Linked DNA regions of Mus musculus: regions 2, 3, 4 and 5 are each linked to region 1. Evidence: chromatin contacts called from public HiChIP or PLAC-seq, Micro-C and promoter capture Hi-C data. All regions are on one chromosome and are shown on one strand. The core of a region is the stretch at or near the end of the contact, and the rest is flanking DNA. Distances in the headings are between cores, read along the strand shown.

Evidence for each region. Promoter capture Hi-C pulls out the DNA fragments that hold promoters and counts their contacts. Hi-C and Micro-C count contacts between places; a contact is called where the count stands out from the background. HiChIP or PLAC-seq counts read pairs in DNA pulled down with a chosen protein or histone mark.
Region 2: a FOXA1 HiChIP or PLAC-seq map of pancreatic cancer cells shows a contact between it and region 1. The contact joins the promoter of Cmtm6 here to the promoter of Ubp1 in region 1. A contact is called at or near these places in 2 of 115 datasets of contacts at active chromatin or transcription factors (memory CD8 T cells and pancreatic cancer cells).
Region 3: a contact with region 1 is called in an HNF4G HiChIP or PLAC-seq map of pancreatic cancer cells. The contact joins the promoter of Dync1li1 here to the promoter of Ubp1 in region 1. A contact is called at or near these places in 2 of 115 datasets of contacts at active chromatin or transcription factors (bone marrow-derived macrophages and pancreatic cancer cells).
Region 4: a contact with region 1 is called in a promoter capture Hi-C map of liver, with 6 times the contacts expected there. The contact joins the promoter of Cnot10 here to the promoter of Ubp1 in region 1. A contact is called at or near these places in 1 of 39 promoter capture datasets (liver), 3 of 484 Hi-C or Micro-C datasets (CD4 T cells and embryonic stem cells), 2 of 115 datasets of contacts at active chromatin or transcription factors (epiblast stem cells and memory CD8 T cells) and 2 of 9 other capture datasets (adipose tissue and liver).
Region 5: a contact with region 1 is called in a Micro-C map of embryonic stem cells, with 5 times the contacts expected there. The contact joins the promoter of Ccr4 here to the promoter of Ubp1 in region 1.

What each region holds. Positions count from the first base shown.
Region 1 is chr9:113,929,961-113,932,793 of GRCm38.p6, forward strand. Ubp1 (upstream binding protein 1) reads left to right here and starts at 1,352. Exons shown (of 16, transcript NM_001372510.1): 1 at 1,352-1,806. The coding sequence starts at 1,694. It overlaps Gm39439 (a long non-coding RNA gene), which reads right to left and starts at 966. Exons shown (of 4, transcript XR_003948257.1): 1 at 767-966.
Region 2 is chr9:114,729,707-114,732,539 of GRCm38.p6, forward strand. Cmtm6 (CKLF-like MARVEL transmembrane domain containing 6) reads left to right here and starts at 1,497. Exons shown (of 4, transcript NM_026036.3): 1 at 1,497-1,667. The coding sequence starts at 1,530.
Region 3 is chr9:114,687,416-114,690,248 of GRCm38.p6, forward strand. It overlaps Dync1li1 (dynein cytoplasmic 1 light intermediate chain 1), which reads left to right and starts at 1,416. Exons shown (of 13, transcript NM_146229.2): 1 at 1,416-1,612; 2 at 1,794-1,867. The coding sequence starts at 1,467.
Region 4 is chr9:114,638,790-114,641,622 of GRCm38.p6, forward strand. Cnot10 (CCR4-NOT transcription complex, subunit 10) reads right to left here and starts at 1,411. Exons shown (of 20, transcript NM_153585.5): 1 at 1,130-1,411. The coding sequence starts at 1,151.
Region 5 is chr9:114,495,100-114,497,932 of GRCm38.p6, forward strand. It overlaps Ccr4 (chemokine (C-C motif) receptor 4), which reads right to left and starts at 1,445. Exons shown (of 2, transcript NM_009916.2): 1 at 1,399-1,445.

The DNA of each region.
Region 1 (2,833 bases), core at 102-2,601:
CATAAACTGATTAAAGAGACAAATGATAGCACAATTACACTTGTCCCAAGAATCAGAGAATTACTCCCCCTTCCCCCGTTATTTCCAACAGTTAATAATAAACCTGTCAAATGAACGTTGCTGGACCCACATCCGAATCCTTTGGAAACAATATTATGTGAAAAAAGCAATAATCGAGGGCCGGCTTGGAGGGAGCAGTTCTTCTCAAAGCTTGTTAGGGATACCCAGACACAGACTTCCATGAAGCAGTAAAAGGGAGCACTTGGGCATAGATAGGAAGTCTCTATGCTTAGTGTATTCTTTGTCTTTTGCTGCGGGTATCTGTGTGTGTGTGTGTGGTTTTTGTTTGTTTGTTTGTTTGTTTGTTTGTTTTGTCTTCGTGCTACCTGAACCATAACCTCCCGGGTTTGTTTGTTGTCTTTTGTTTTAGAAAAACACTAGTTTTCTTCACGTTAACTCTCACAGCAATTTGCATGGTTTGTGTTAGCGCACATGATTAAGGAATAACGAGGGTGTCACACACTCTTGTGCTATGTGCGTCACCAGATCTTCTGGGCTCTGCAAATTTGCTTTGTTTTGTTTTGAGACAAGCCCTTGTATATAACCTTGATTCAGCCGGAGCTCGCCAAGTAGACCAAGCTGACCTCGAACTCAGACCAGCATGCTTCTGCCTCCGGATTAAAGTTGAGTTGAGAGGGGCGGGGACCTTTTAGGGAGGGCTGACTGGCTTATTCTCCTGCCAATCAAGATCTTCTGCACAACAGACCTAGCTTACATCAGACGAGATGTACCCGCTTTTCTCTGGAGCGGGGGCAAAAGCCGACGAAAGGGTATTTCCCAGAACCGACGGAAGTAGGACCTGGAACCACTTCCTCCAGTGCGGGCCAATGAGCTCTTACTTATGGCAGTCAATTTAGTCCCGGAGGGGAAGAGCGTTTTGATTGGTGGCTCAGCCGGGAACGCAGAGGCTCACGGGAATCCATTCCGGCCGCTTCGCCGTGACTGCCCAGAAGACCTGTCAGTCAGCCGAGCGTAACCGGTCACACCTCTTCCGCCGCCAGGCCGCGACACCGCGGGGGCCGGGCAGCGCCGCTCGGCCCAGGCGCTAGTGCCGCCGCGAGGCGCGGGGCCGCGAGGGGCGGGCCTGGGAGGGGAGCGGCCGCAGGGGCGGGGCCGGAGGAGGAGGCGGAAGCGGCGAGCGAGCCCAAGCCGGAGCCGCATCGAAGCTGCGTCCGGGCCGGCGGAGCGGCGGCGGCGGGGTTGGCCGGGGCGAAGGGGCGCTGGAGCCTGGGCGGGCGGGCAGAGGGCTGGGGGGGGGGGGGCGCGGCCCGGGAGCGGGTGACGGGCGTGCCGGGGGGATGCGCGCTGGGGCTGTGGGGCGGGGCGGGCGGCGGCCGCGGGAGCGGCGCCGGGGGCGGGCGGCGGCATGAGGCGCGGGGCCGGCGGCCGCGGGAGGGCGGCGCGGCTCGCGGCCCGGTCGCTCCCGCCGCAGCTGCTGGCCCGCACGCTGTGCCCTGACAGCTGGGCCTCGGCCGCTCTCGTCTCAGCCGCGTCCCGCGCCGCCGCAGGTGACCACTCGCCGCGCCGCCGGAGGCTTCACCCGCGTCCTCCCTCAGGACGCGCCCGCGGAGCTCGGGCGCCTTCGCCCCGGACCCGGAGGCCGCGCTGCGCGGGGCGGCGGCGAGGCCGGAAGATGGCCTGGGTGCTCAGTATGGACGAGGTGATCGAGTCCGGGCTGGTGCACGACTTCGACTCCAGCCTGTCCGGCATCGGGCAGGAGCTGGGCGCCGGCGCCTACAGCATGAGGTAAGGGGCGCGCGGCTGCCTCCGCCGGGCGGGGCCTGGGCCGCGGGGTCGGGGTCCTGCCGCGTGGCGCCGTGGCCTGGGAGGCCGACGGGGGCGGCTAGCGGCGGAGGACCCCGTCGCTTCTGCCTGGGGAAGCCGCGCTAGCCGTTGAGATTGGGTCAGAGGGGCAGGGACTTTCTTTCCAAGTGATTTACGAGTCCTTTTAGCTGGAGTAGGCTGTACAAAAGGCACTGTTTCTAATGGGAAAACTGTAGCTTTTCCTACGGTGCCTGGTAGCGTGGCCTGCGACTTTCAGCCGCTTGACATTCTGATAGTAAGTTATATTGTGAGTGAAAGTAGCCCTGAGGGTTGGCGAGCGCAGTGACTTGCTTGTATAGTCTCCTGATTGAGAGTGAAGTTGGGCCCTTGCTAGGTTTCTTCATTCTCAAAGTGACTCCCCTCAGGCTGTTTCCTTTTGCAGAGGGCTTTAAGATTGTGCCACACACAATAGTTTAGTCACTGCTGTCTGCACCAGCAGCTGTTCCTTTTTGTGTAATTGGGAGAGGCGGAAACAGATAGGAGCCAAGTGTGTCTGCCCCTTACTTATCCCGAAAGAGTTGAAGAGTTCTTGGTGGCTCGGCAGCCCTTTGTTTCGATGTTGGAATATGGCTTGTGTAGGGTATGGTTTACCCAAGGAGGTAAAAAACGGAGTGGTTTTTGAAACGTGTGAATTAAGTGTAGTACTTAGTTTTCAGCAGTATGGTTGGTTGTGTAAAGTGTGCGATGTGGGCTCCCTGGGGCTCTCCTACCTTTCCTGCCGCCCAGGGGAGGTCAGAAGCATTGTTAATACCCTAAGAGAAATGCCCTGGGTCAGAGCTGGTCTGCACAAGTCCAGCCTCATCCCTGAAGCAATTAGCCTTGACTCTGGCGGGTCGGGAGGTTTCTTGGCCCGTGGAAAGAAGCGGTGGAAAACATACTAAACTAAGAATTAAGCCGCTCGCATGCATCTGACCCTGACTTGGTCTTTGCTTGCCTCCCTAAACTTGGC
Region 2 (2,833 bases), core at 247-2,746, 800 kb after region 1:
ATCTGCTAACTGTCCTGCCAGAAAGGATTTTCTGTCTCTGGTTGGCACGGGGCAGTAAACTTAATATCCAGATCTGGTTTTCAGTTGTACTGTAAACATCCAATGATACTGAAAAACAAGAACAGGGAAGACAGCTTAGCTGGTAAAGTGCTGGCTGCCATTGGTGATGTGAGTTCGATTCCTAGAACCCATATAAAAAGACCAATGTAGCCTGTGCTTGTAACGGCGGAGCTGGCAAGGCGGGACGCTGATCTCTGGGTCTTCTTAGCCTTTTAGCCTCACCTATCTAGTAAGCTAGGTTCAGTGAGACACACTGCCCTAAAACAGGGTAGATGGTGCCTGAGGAACATACTCAAGGTTGACTTCTGACCTCCACACTTGCACCCGCGCGAGCCTGCACCTTCATACGCGGGTGCACCCCTCCCGCCCATGAGAAGATGACTATCTGAAAGATGGAAGATAGTGAGACGTGAGAAATAAGTCAAATCTCTGTGGGAGGAGCATGGAGGGGTGCAGCTCAACGGGGGGGGGGGCGGGGGGGCGGGGCGGGGGGAGACGGGGACGGGCGCGGGGGAGGAGGGCGGTTAGCATACAGAAGGACCTCAATGTGATCTCTGGCAGTTTTAAAAAAACAAAACAGGCTGAGGGGAGGAGGAGCACGTGCCTGTAATCTCAGCACTTCAGAGACAGAGGCAGGAGGATTGTCACTAGTTGCAGACTAGTGCTGGCTATGTACATAGTTCTAGGCTAGTCTGGGCACGTGAAACCTTGGTTTTATTTCTTTTATTTTTAAATCAGACCGAAACGAAACTAAAAGACACAGATCAAGTCAGGGCGGAGAGGTGGCTCAGTAGGTAAAGGCGCCAGTTACTAAGCCTGAAAATGAATTCAATTCTCAGGAAGAAATGACTCAGAATAGTTTTCTGACCTCAGCACAACGCTCCTTCTTAGATAGGTGGATGGACGGATGGATAGATAGATCGATAGATAGATAGATTAAAAATATAGATAAAATAGATAGATTAATCAAAGTGTAATTTAAAAAATCCAAAAAACAAAAAAGCTGAAGTCCATCGAAAGCATGAAACTGTCAAGAGTTAGCCGGGCAGTGGTGGCGCAACGCCTTTAATCCCAGCACTTGGGAGGCAGAGGCAGGCAGATTTCTGAGTTCGAGGCCAGCCTGGTCTACAGAGTGAGTTCCAGGATAGCCAGGGCTACACGGAGAAACCCTGTCTCGAAAAACCAAAAATAAATAAATAAATAAAATAAAAACCCAAAAAAAGAAAGAAACTGTCGAGAGTTAACCAGAGAGCAGGAAAGGCAGAGGGGTGTGGCGAACAAGAGGCGCGGCAAACCATGGGGGCGTGGCAAAGGGAGAGAAATTCTATGGGCTGGAGCTCAGCAAGCGAGGGGGCGTGACGAGGCGTGAGGAGGGCGGAGTTGACCGGAAGCGTGGGCGGAGTCCCAGGAAGTGACGCCCCCTACCGCTCGGCCGAGAGTTTAGCTGGGTGAGCGAGTGTTTGCGGGCGATGGAGAACGGAGCGGTCTACAGTCCCACCACCGAGGCGGCCCCGGGCACTGGCAGGGGTGCGCGCAGCGGCCTGGCCGCCTACTTCGTCCTGGGCAGGCTCCCTTGGCATCGGCGCATCCTCAAAGGCTTGCAGCTGGTGAGCCTACGGCGGCGGCCGGGACCTGTGGGCTGAGGGCTGGGGTGGATGCCTCGAGGCTGCCGCTCGCTCGGCCTCCTCGTTCGGGAAGCAGCCGTTTCCACACCCCAGTTCCTTCCCTTCCTACCCGGGAAGGAGGCGTTGCCGTCCACCGCCTACCCGTGGCCCGGCCTCAGCCTCTTAAACCCTTTTTCCCTTCTCTCAGCTAGAATTCTTTCATTATCGCCCAGAATGCTTGTGTTTCAGACAACGTAGTGCTTTCTGTTTATCTTTTCTGGCTTTTGCGGTTTTCCGGGTGCTGGCCCATTAGGGCAATATAACATGTCGGATAGTTTGTGTATGTGTTTAACTTGCACAGTGAGTTTGATCAAGGCAGAGAGAGTCGAAAGGGCATCTTTCTGCTTCATGTGTGCGGGTGAGAGAACCTGAACCTGCTTCTCTTTATTTCCGCCTAGGCGTGAAACTGTAGTCATCTTTGCTATTTAAATTATGATACTCCTGCTGTGTCTCAGCTGCCAATGGGTATTAAGGTTTTTCAAGAAGACACTTTTCGGAAAACCAAATTGTTTAGAATGTTTATGGGTTTTGTTTAGTTTTGTGAGCCATTTATGCTAAAAGTGGCCCACTGCCTTTCTTGGGAAGATTTAAAATTCTCAAAACGCCGATAATCAGAACTTACATTCTTGGAACTCAGTTGACCTACTTTCCTGAAGTAGAAAGCCAGCAGTTAGAAAACTGGCGCTGCTTTTAGGTGCCAGCTTGGGGATGAGAGGAAATCATTCAGAGACAAGTGATAAGTAGATCTGGTCTTGTGTAACCCCCTACATCCTCCTAAGATGTCTGCAGTGGACACCTTTAGGTTCCGCAGGCACCTGGGTTCCCCGTCTTTGCGCATTTGCAGAACCTGTTCCTTTAACCCAGATGGGTGTGGTTTTGCCCCCACCCTTCCACCTCCTTCTTTTCCTTCTCCCTCTCTCCCCTTGTTCCTCTCTTCCTCCCCCTCTCCTTTCCATTCCTTCTCTTCCACTCTTTTTTCACAGGGTCTCAAGTCTCATGTAGTCCAGTTAACTTTAGACTCACTAATGTAGAGGATGACCTTTGAACTCCTGATACTGCTGTCTCCACAGTGCTGGGATTACAGGTGTGCTCCACCGTGCGGTCTATGT
Region 3 (2,833 bases), core at 166-2,665, 760 kb after region 1:
AGAAGAGCACTTGCTCCTTTCCAGAGGACTTAGATTCAATTCCCAGCACCCACATGCTAGCTCTCAACCCAATCCACGTTCCAGGGAATTGATGCTCCCTTCGGGCCTCTACTGGCACCAGGGCATAGACATTCATGTGGTGCACAGACATACATCCAGGCAAAATACCTGTATACATAAAGTAATAAATATATCTTTGACAGAAGATTTAAAAATAAAAACAGTAATTACCACGCGCTGAACACTTATGATTTTCTGGGCACAGTTATAAATCTTTTATGTGAATCATCCCATTTAATCTTCCCTTTATCCCACATTACTAGGGTCTGAACTCGAGATTAGCGAGTGGACAAACCCTAGTAAATGCAGTGCCTGTAGCAAATGCAGCGCGGGGTTGTGGATTTTCTCGCTTGCATAGTAGCATCATCACTCGGGTCACGTGAACGAGCTCTCTTCAAAGTAAGGGGAAAAAATGTTCAAAAGTCAGACTATCTTCAGCAATTGTTCTTATGGGGCGCACGACAGCCTTAAAGCCATCGACTCTTTCTGGAAACAGGCCTTAGATTTTCCATTATATTTAGCTAATCAAGTTCTAGTAGAGAATTATCTGGGGTCTGGCTTAGGTTCTCCGTGCTTGTGTATTAACCATGGTAACGGAGAGCCGACTCCTGTAGGGAGTCTTTTCAGATCTCACAGGAATCTGAAACATCAGACATCAGACCAGAGGTGGGCATAGTGATGTGCACCGGTTCACCTGCCTCAGCACTTAGGACCCACAGGCAAGCAGATCGGTAAAGACTCTAGCCTGGGCTACGTGAGATTCCCATCAGAAAACAAACCAAAACACAAATCCATCAAGACCATTAATTTTCCAAGTGTTGCCAACATTTATGTCTCGCAGTCGCAAAGAGTCTGGAAGAACCGGCTCCAGATGTGGGTCCACCTTGAGGTACTCATCGTCCTTTTAGAATTTAAGGAGGAAAGAGCAGAAATCCAGGACCGGGGTAGTTAAGGCTGTTGAACCCCACTTGGCCCAACTGAAGGGTGGGCAGCGCTGGATATCCACGCCGGTCCCAGGTTACCGCCCCACTGAAAGGTGGGAAGCTGCTTCGCTTACTGACATGCCCGGCACGCCCGGCGGGCAACCGGGATGACGGGTGGTGCACTTTGGGCGGCGTTTCAGCTTGGAGACACAGGGAAAACCAGCATTACCACAGTCCAAGCAGAGAATCAGGCCGCGCATGCGCGACCCGGTCTGCTGCCGCGCATGTGCAGCAGCGCCCTGCTCCTTGGACAACCCCTCCCCAGACCCCGCCCTCAGGCTTGGTCCCCGCCCCCGCAGGCGCGGTCGGCTCCCGAGCCCGGAGCGTCCATATCCGGGTTCCGTCCGCCGCTGCTGCCGCCGCCGCCGCAGTCGCCGCTTCGTTCTTCCAGCCCTGTCAGGAGTGGTGTGATTCCCGACCAAGATGGCGGCCGTGGGGCGAGTCGGCTCGTTCGGTTCATCTCCACCCGGGCTAGCCTCGACCTACGCCAGCGGACCCCTAGCCAACGAGCTAGCGTCGGGCAGCGGCGGCCCCGCGGCGGGCGACGATGAGGACGGGCAGAACCTTTGGTAAGGACCGCACCCCTCTCCGGTCCCCCGCGGGTTATCTCCTCGCCAGGGCGGACGCCTCTGGGATCCCCGAGCCCCGCGGGAGCTGGGAGACGGGCGGGGCCTCCCGGGAGCTGGGCCCGGCGGTTCTCGTCCTCGGTCGGGCCCGGCCTTACTTAGCCTGCGCCTTGCTCCCTGTTAGGTCCTGCATCCTCAGCGAGGTCTCCACGCGCTCGCGCTCCAAGCTCCCGACCGGGAAGAACGTGCTGCTGCTGGGTAAGTGATATCCGATGTGGCCCGGGTGCACGGTCACATCCGTTCGCCCACTGCCTTTGTGCGGACACTCGGGCCCGGCTGCGCCCCGCCTCCCGGCTTGCTGCTGACAGCTGGGGGGACAAGGGGTCCCTGGTCCTTCCGGCCTGGACCCTCCGGTCTTTTCTCCTCCCTGGGATGTGGGGTGGCTCTGTCATCTCCTCTGGGAGAGACAGAATGAACATAACACCCGAGGCACTCCCAGTGGTCTGGGATTCTACCTAGAAAGACGGGGACAGTTTTTGACAGAGATTGGTAGCATGAGGGCTCTTGGTGAGAGCCCCAGCGCAAATGCATGCCATCAATATTTAATAGCAGACTCTTTTGTGTAATTGACAGGAGCCAGAGACTGGGTCGTGAGGAGTGTTATTTGAATCAGCGTTCTCCCGTTCTCCCAGTGCTGGGTGCTCGGGTTGCAGTTGCCTTTTTAACTGTCACCTAATAACTCTGAAATTTGTAAAGGGCAGTAGAACAGCGTTCTCATTTAGTGCCCTCAGCGGAATGGCTGGAATAAGGGAGACATGTCTCCCCTTTCTCTTAGGTTTTTTTTTTTTTTTTTTTTTAAATCTACTGGCTGCAAAGTGAGGATAAAGGACCCAGGGACAATAAACAATCCCACTTAACAGTTTTGCAGGTCTTTCCAGCTCTGGGAGGAATTCCAACCCCCACCTTTTCTTTTTACATGCAGGATATTGGAGTGTATAATAGGGTGACAGTAATATTTTACAACTTGGAAGTGGGTGTTTCGAGACTTCAGACTCTTTGATTTTAGCCAAAAGGCTGAGAAACTGTGCTTGAAGAGTTTTAGTTACCTGAGATTCTCCACGGGTGACAATGAATGAGTCGGTAGGAAGAAATGACTCATTCTCTATGACCCCACCACCACCAGTTACATGCACACACACACACACACACACACAAAACACAACA
Region 4 (2,833 bases), core at 161-2,660, 710 kb after region 1:
GAGGCTTTATGTCTAGTGAGTTTGAGAATAGCCTGGTCTATATAGCGAGCTCCAGGACAGCCAAGGCTACATACATAGTGAGACCCTGCCTCAATCAATCAATCAATCAATCAACCAATCAATTCCGCCCCACTCTCTAAACATTACTTTCTTCAAAGAAATATAGCAGACTTTCCAGGTAATAAATGGGCTCTCATAATTCCCTAATGGGAAAAATTCCTGATGGAGTACCACAGAAAACCACAGAAATTAAGAACTTTATCTTGGGACTGGAGAGATAACTCAGCGGTTAAGAGCACTGACTACACTTCCGTAGGTCCTGAGTTCAAAATCCCAGCAACCACATGGTGGCTCACAACCATCCTTAATGAGATCTGATGCCCTCTTCTGGGGTGTCTGAAAAACAGCTACAGTGTACATACATATAATGAATAAATAAATAAATAACTTAAAAAAAAAAAGAACTTAATCTTGGGGCTGGAAAGGTGATGGCTCAGCGGTTAACAGCACTCGCTGCTCTTGCCGAGGACCAAGACTGGGTTCCCAGCACCCACAAGTGGTGGCCCACAACTGTGTAACTCCAGCTCCAGTAGACGCAATGTCCTCTTCTAGTCTCGGCAGGCACCTGCACTCACACACATAATTAAGACTTTTAAAAAGGAATCTCGAGGAGCTCGGGAAAAATCAGATGAGGAACAAGGTAAGTGAGAGCAGGCAGGAGACACAGTGAAACGTCACGCCTCTTTAGACAGTTTTCAGAATGACTCCACTGGACACGCTGACCAGAGGGAACTTTTTCAGTGGCTGAGCCTGGGGGGGCCTTACGGCAACCGTGCGTGCTCGGATAGACTTTCCCTTAAAGCGTCTGGACAGCGGCGTGACAAATTCAAGCTTCCTGCGCCAGAATTAACTTGGAGAGCAAGGCAAATGCAGTGCAATCAAGATGGGGTGCAGTAGAATCAAGATGTGTCACAGCAGAAAATCCACTGGACTCACAGTAGAGACAGCTGAGAAGAGTGAAGGGCACAAGTACCCAAGCGAAGTCAAGTGGCCCTCGGGTCCCCCACGCGGGCCCTGCCGTCCCCGCGCGCAGTGTGTCAGCCCCTGGGTCGCGGCGCGGGCGCCTCACCTGCAGGCTTGTCTGCAGCCATCTTCCCGCCTCGGCTCGAGTTCCTCCCTGTAGGTGGCGTGGCCCCGACTCCCGCCGCCGGGCTGGTGGTGAGTCCTACCGGCGGGGGACAACTCTTCAGCTCAAGCCCGCTCCAGTCGCCTCGGCTAAGGTCCTGGGCGGGCCACGGGCTGAGGAAGTGACGAAGTTACTGCTCGTCGTCTAGCAACAGCGCCAACACATCCGCCGGTGCAGGGCTGTTTTCCCCGCCATCCACAGCTTCCGTCCCGTAGCGGCCAAGGGAGACGCTACTTCCGGGGCGGGGCCAGCTGGGCGTGGGAATTAGGGCTGGCCTCGGCCCCGGAAGCGCGTCCTTCTGCAAACCCGGAAGTACACTAGTGTAGGTCCTGAGTGAAACACAGAAGGGGAAGGACTTTTTGTTCCGCATTTCAGCAAAATGGCAGGCACCACACCTGAGGTTTATGTGCTAAGCTCTGAGTCTCATAGGGGCTGTTTTTCCATAACAATGAGGATGAGAGAAGTGTTGTTAGAGGAGGCCACCTCCCCCAGAAAAAAGGCTTTTTTTTTTTTCAAAGTTTCAGAGCTGTTTTGTTATTTGTAGCCAAGTTGAAAAAGCCATTCAGACTGCATTATGCATGCGGTTTCTCTGATTGCGAGTCATGCAACCATTAACTTACTATGGTAGGTCGGTCTAAGACAAAAGCTTGATGCATCACGATTACTAAGCACAATGATTTAGATTCAAGTTCAAATCCTCTGCAAAAACAATACCCACTCTTCAACTACCCAGCTCCCAACTATCTCATCTCTAGCCCATATCGTGACAAATTTTTGTTTGTTTGTTTGTTTAATTTTTTGAGACAGAATCTCACTATGTATCCCTATCTGGCAGTCTTTGTGGCAAAGGCTTTAACCCTGAACTGGTTCTGGTTTTGCTCAATGACCATAGCCTTGGGTTCCAGAAGCACCTACTCCATTCTTCCTTTCCCTTCTAGAGAACAAACAGCATTTATAATAACAGAGGTTCATTTCACGGAGAGAAACAGACATTAAAAGCATTTGTGTTAGACTTTTTGCTTCTGTGATAAATACCCTAGAGGAGAATTTAAATGAGGAAGGATGGATTTTTTGCCTCGTGTATCAGAGTTTTCAGTCCCAGGTCACTTGGTTCCATTGTTTTTGGACCATTAGTGAAGCAGTGCATTGTGCCAGGGCACAAGTGACAGAGTAAAGTTGTTGCCTTCCTGGTGCTAGAAGCAGAGGAAGCTGGGAGAAGAAATAGTCTCCAAGGGCACATGCAACTGAGATACTTAGCCCCACTGGGCCGCACCTCCTTAATTTCCATTACTTCCTAATGATGCACCAAATTACGAATCTGCAAGTGGATGAATCCAAGGATAGCTCCAAACTGTTGGAATCCTATTATCACTCTCAAGGACTGGGGGCCGGGCCTCCTATATGCAGGCTTTTGAGGGAGAGGAACTTCATATATAAATGACAACAGCACTGAATTGTAAAGTGACCCAAATGGTGCTTTGATGGGAGCATAGTTAAGTATGTAAATAAATAAATCACATGGAGCTATTTATTTGGTTTACATTTTTCTATTTTCTGTGTAGCTTACCTTAGAGATCTGCCTGTTTCTGCCTCCCGAGTGTTGGATTAAAGGCTGCACCATCACACCAGGTACTCCTCATAAGACTT
Region 5 (2,833 bases), core at 195-2,694, 570 kb after region 1:
CTATCACTCTCTACCTTGTTTTTTGAGATACAGTCTCAATACCAGGACTCTCTGTTTTGGGAAGACAGGCTGGCCAAGGAACCTCCCATTTATCCGTCTCCACGGTGTCTCCACCGAGGGGGAGGGCTATGAGGTCCTAGGCGTGCACAGCCACTCCTGGCTTTTGCTCACCTTCTGGAGAGCTCAAGGCCCTGTGTTTTAGGTACGAACGCATTGCCCACTGAACCATCACCCCTACCCCTGGTGTTTTTTCAAAAGAGATTTTATTTCTTTGGTTTTTTTTTTTTTTTCCCCTTGGAAAAGCATGATGAAGACTTGTCACATGGGAGAGTCTCCTGGGAGGCTTGTCAGTGACTAACAACTGTCTTGTGTTGCTATCATTTTACCAGTAAAGTTTAAAGGGGGAAAAAAATTTCAGTAAAACAGAAGAATGAAGATAGGCTCAGAAGAACAAACCGCCAAACAAAAAGGATAGTCCAGTCTACTGGCCCATATATATATGCCAGCATTTGAGAGGCTGAGGCACAGGCAGGAAGGCCAGAAGTTCAAGGCCATGCTCAGCAACACTGAGGGTGAGGCCAGCCTGCACTGTATCTGACTCTCAAAACCAAGTGAGGCCAAGAGGATGCTCTGCAAATGGAGACATCTGCCTAACCCTGAGTTTAATTCCTTGGTCTCACATGGTAGAAAAAAAAACAGACTCCCGCAAATTACCCTCTGACACGCACCCTCCGTATATAGGCACACACACACATCCATATATACCTGCACTACATAAAGAAATGTAATAAAATACATTTCAAAAGAAAATTACTAATTAAGTAAGTAAGTCACCTACGATGCCGTAATTCCTGGGTATGTGATATTCCTTGCTGGAACAAGCAGAAAAGTTTGCAGTCCTCGTCAGACTTGAGGGCGTGAGCCGAGTCCGGAATGGATGCCTGGCTGGTGAAGCCTCAGGCGGCCTGCCTGCAGACAGGTAGGAAGTGTGTGTTCTCCAAGACAGAGGCCAGCACCAGCAAGATTAAGAAGCCTGAGTGTGAAGCTGCTGAGATGGCTTGGTGGCTAAGGTCCCTGGCTGCTCTGGAAGAGGACACGGCTTCAATTTCTAACACCCGGATGGTGGCTCGAAACCATCTGTAACCCCAATTCCAGGGGATCCGAGGCCCTTTTCCTTTTCTTACAACCTCCTTAGGCACAAGCACACACGTGGGCACTTACATATTTGCAGGCAAAACATTCTTACACATACAACAAGATAAATTAACAAAACAAAACAAAACAAAACCTGAGTGTGGGGCCAGGCAGGTAGCTAGTCACCTGTCCGTGCTCCCCGAAGCCACAGGCACCTGCAGCAGCGCAGCCACAGGTCCCGCGAATGTCCCTGTCTCCACCTACCTTGCTCTTCTGAAAGTGATCCTGAGGACAGTCTATGAAGCAATGCCAGGATCCTAGAAGCAGCAAAGGTGCTTTGAAGGGTATGTGACTTCCTGTGACACTGTGATATACCAACTCTCCCCTCACCCATGTGGGGCTTCTTGACAAAAGGAAGAAGAAAGAAAAAAAAAAAAAAAAGCTGAGTGACTCATTTCCCCAAACGCAAAGCTAGGCTGGTGTAGTTTCTTCTGTGGCAGGGAAGAAAAATGACAAGAAGGTAAGAGCCAGGTGCAGCGGCGTAGACTGTGATCCCAGCACGTGGGAGGTGGAGGCAGGCGGTCATCCTGGGCTACATAGTGTGTTTAAGGCTAACCTGAACTACATGTGAACCTGCCTCAAAAAAGAATGGATGGGAGGGCATGGAGGGAAGGGACAGGGAGGGAGAATAAAAAGGGAAACTTTAAGGCTTTTCAAGTTGTGAAATATATGTGCTGTGGGTTAGGGATGGCGCACAGAGGCAGAGGGTTTGCTTAGAGTGATCAAAGCCCTGGGTCTAATCGCAGGACCACAAAGAGCAGTTGTTTAAAAAAAGAAAAACTGTGAGCACGAGTCCCTTGATTAGGTCTTCAACTCTGGGAGAAGACCAAAAACAAAAAAACCAACAAGAAACAAAACAAAACAACCAACAACAAAACAAGCAAAAACAAAAACAAACCAAAAACAACAAACCGAACAAAAACATGCAGAGGAGGGGAAAGTTGATTTAATGATGTGAGTCTGACTTACAAGGTGACTTCGTCAGGTAACTCCATTTTCAGAGGATCTGCTGCCCTCTCCTAGACATGGCACAAGCTCGACGCAGCAACACACATGGAGGCAAAACCTCCATCCATATAAACAAAACCGGAAATGACTGAGCTGCCAGGGGGAGCATGAGTTGATCTTGAGACCCAGGGCAGCTTTCAGCCTTGTGGGATGGGCAAGCTGCTACTACCCAGAGGTAACCAGCAGGCAGCCTGGCACAGTGCATCCCCACTCCTTAAGAACCAGGAGACCTTCCTGCAGGGAGGATTTCAAATGAAACATCAGGGTCAGAAGAGACAAGAGCACTGGCTGCTCTTACAGAGGACCTGCCACCAGCTCTCTGTACCCAAGTGTCTGTAGCTCCATTTCTAGGGGACCTGACACTCTCTTCGTCTCTGTGGCTACTGCACACATGTGGCGCACTTACATATATGTAGGCCAAAGCCTCATACACATACAAGTGAGAATAAATAAACATTGTTTTTCTGGGGCAGGAGACATGAAGTTTGTAGCCTCAGCTGCCCTGAAATTCAGAGATCTGCCTGCCTCTGCTTCTGAAGTGTAGGATTAAAGATGTGTGCCATTACACCTGACTAAAAATAAATAAATCTTTTTTTTTCTTTTTTTGAGACAGGGTTTCTCTGTGTAGCTC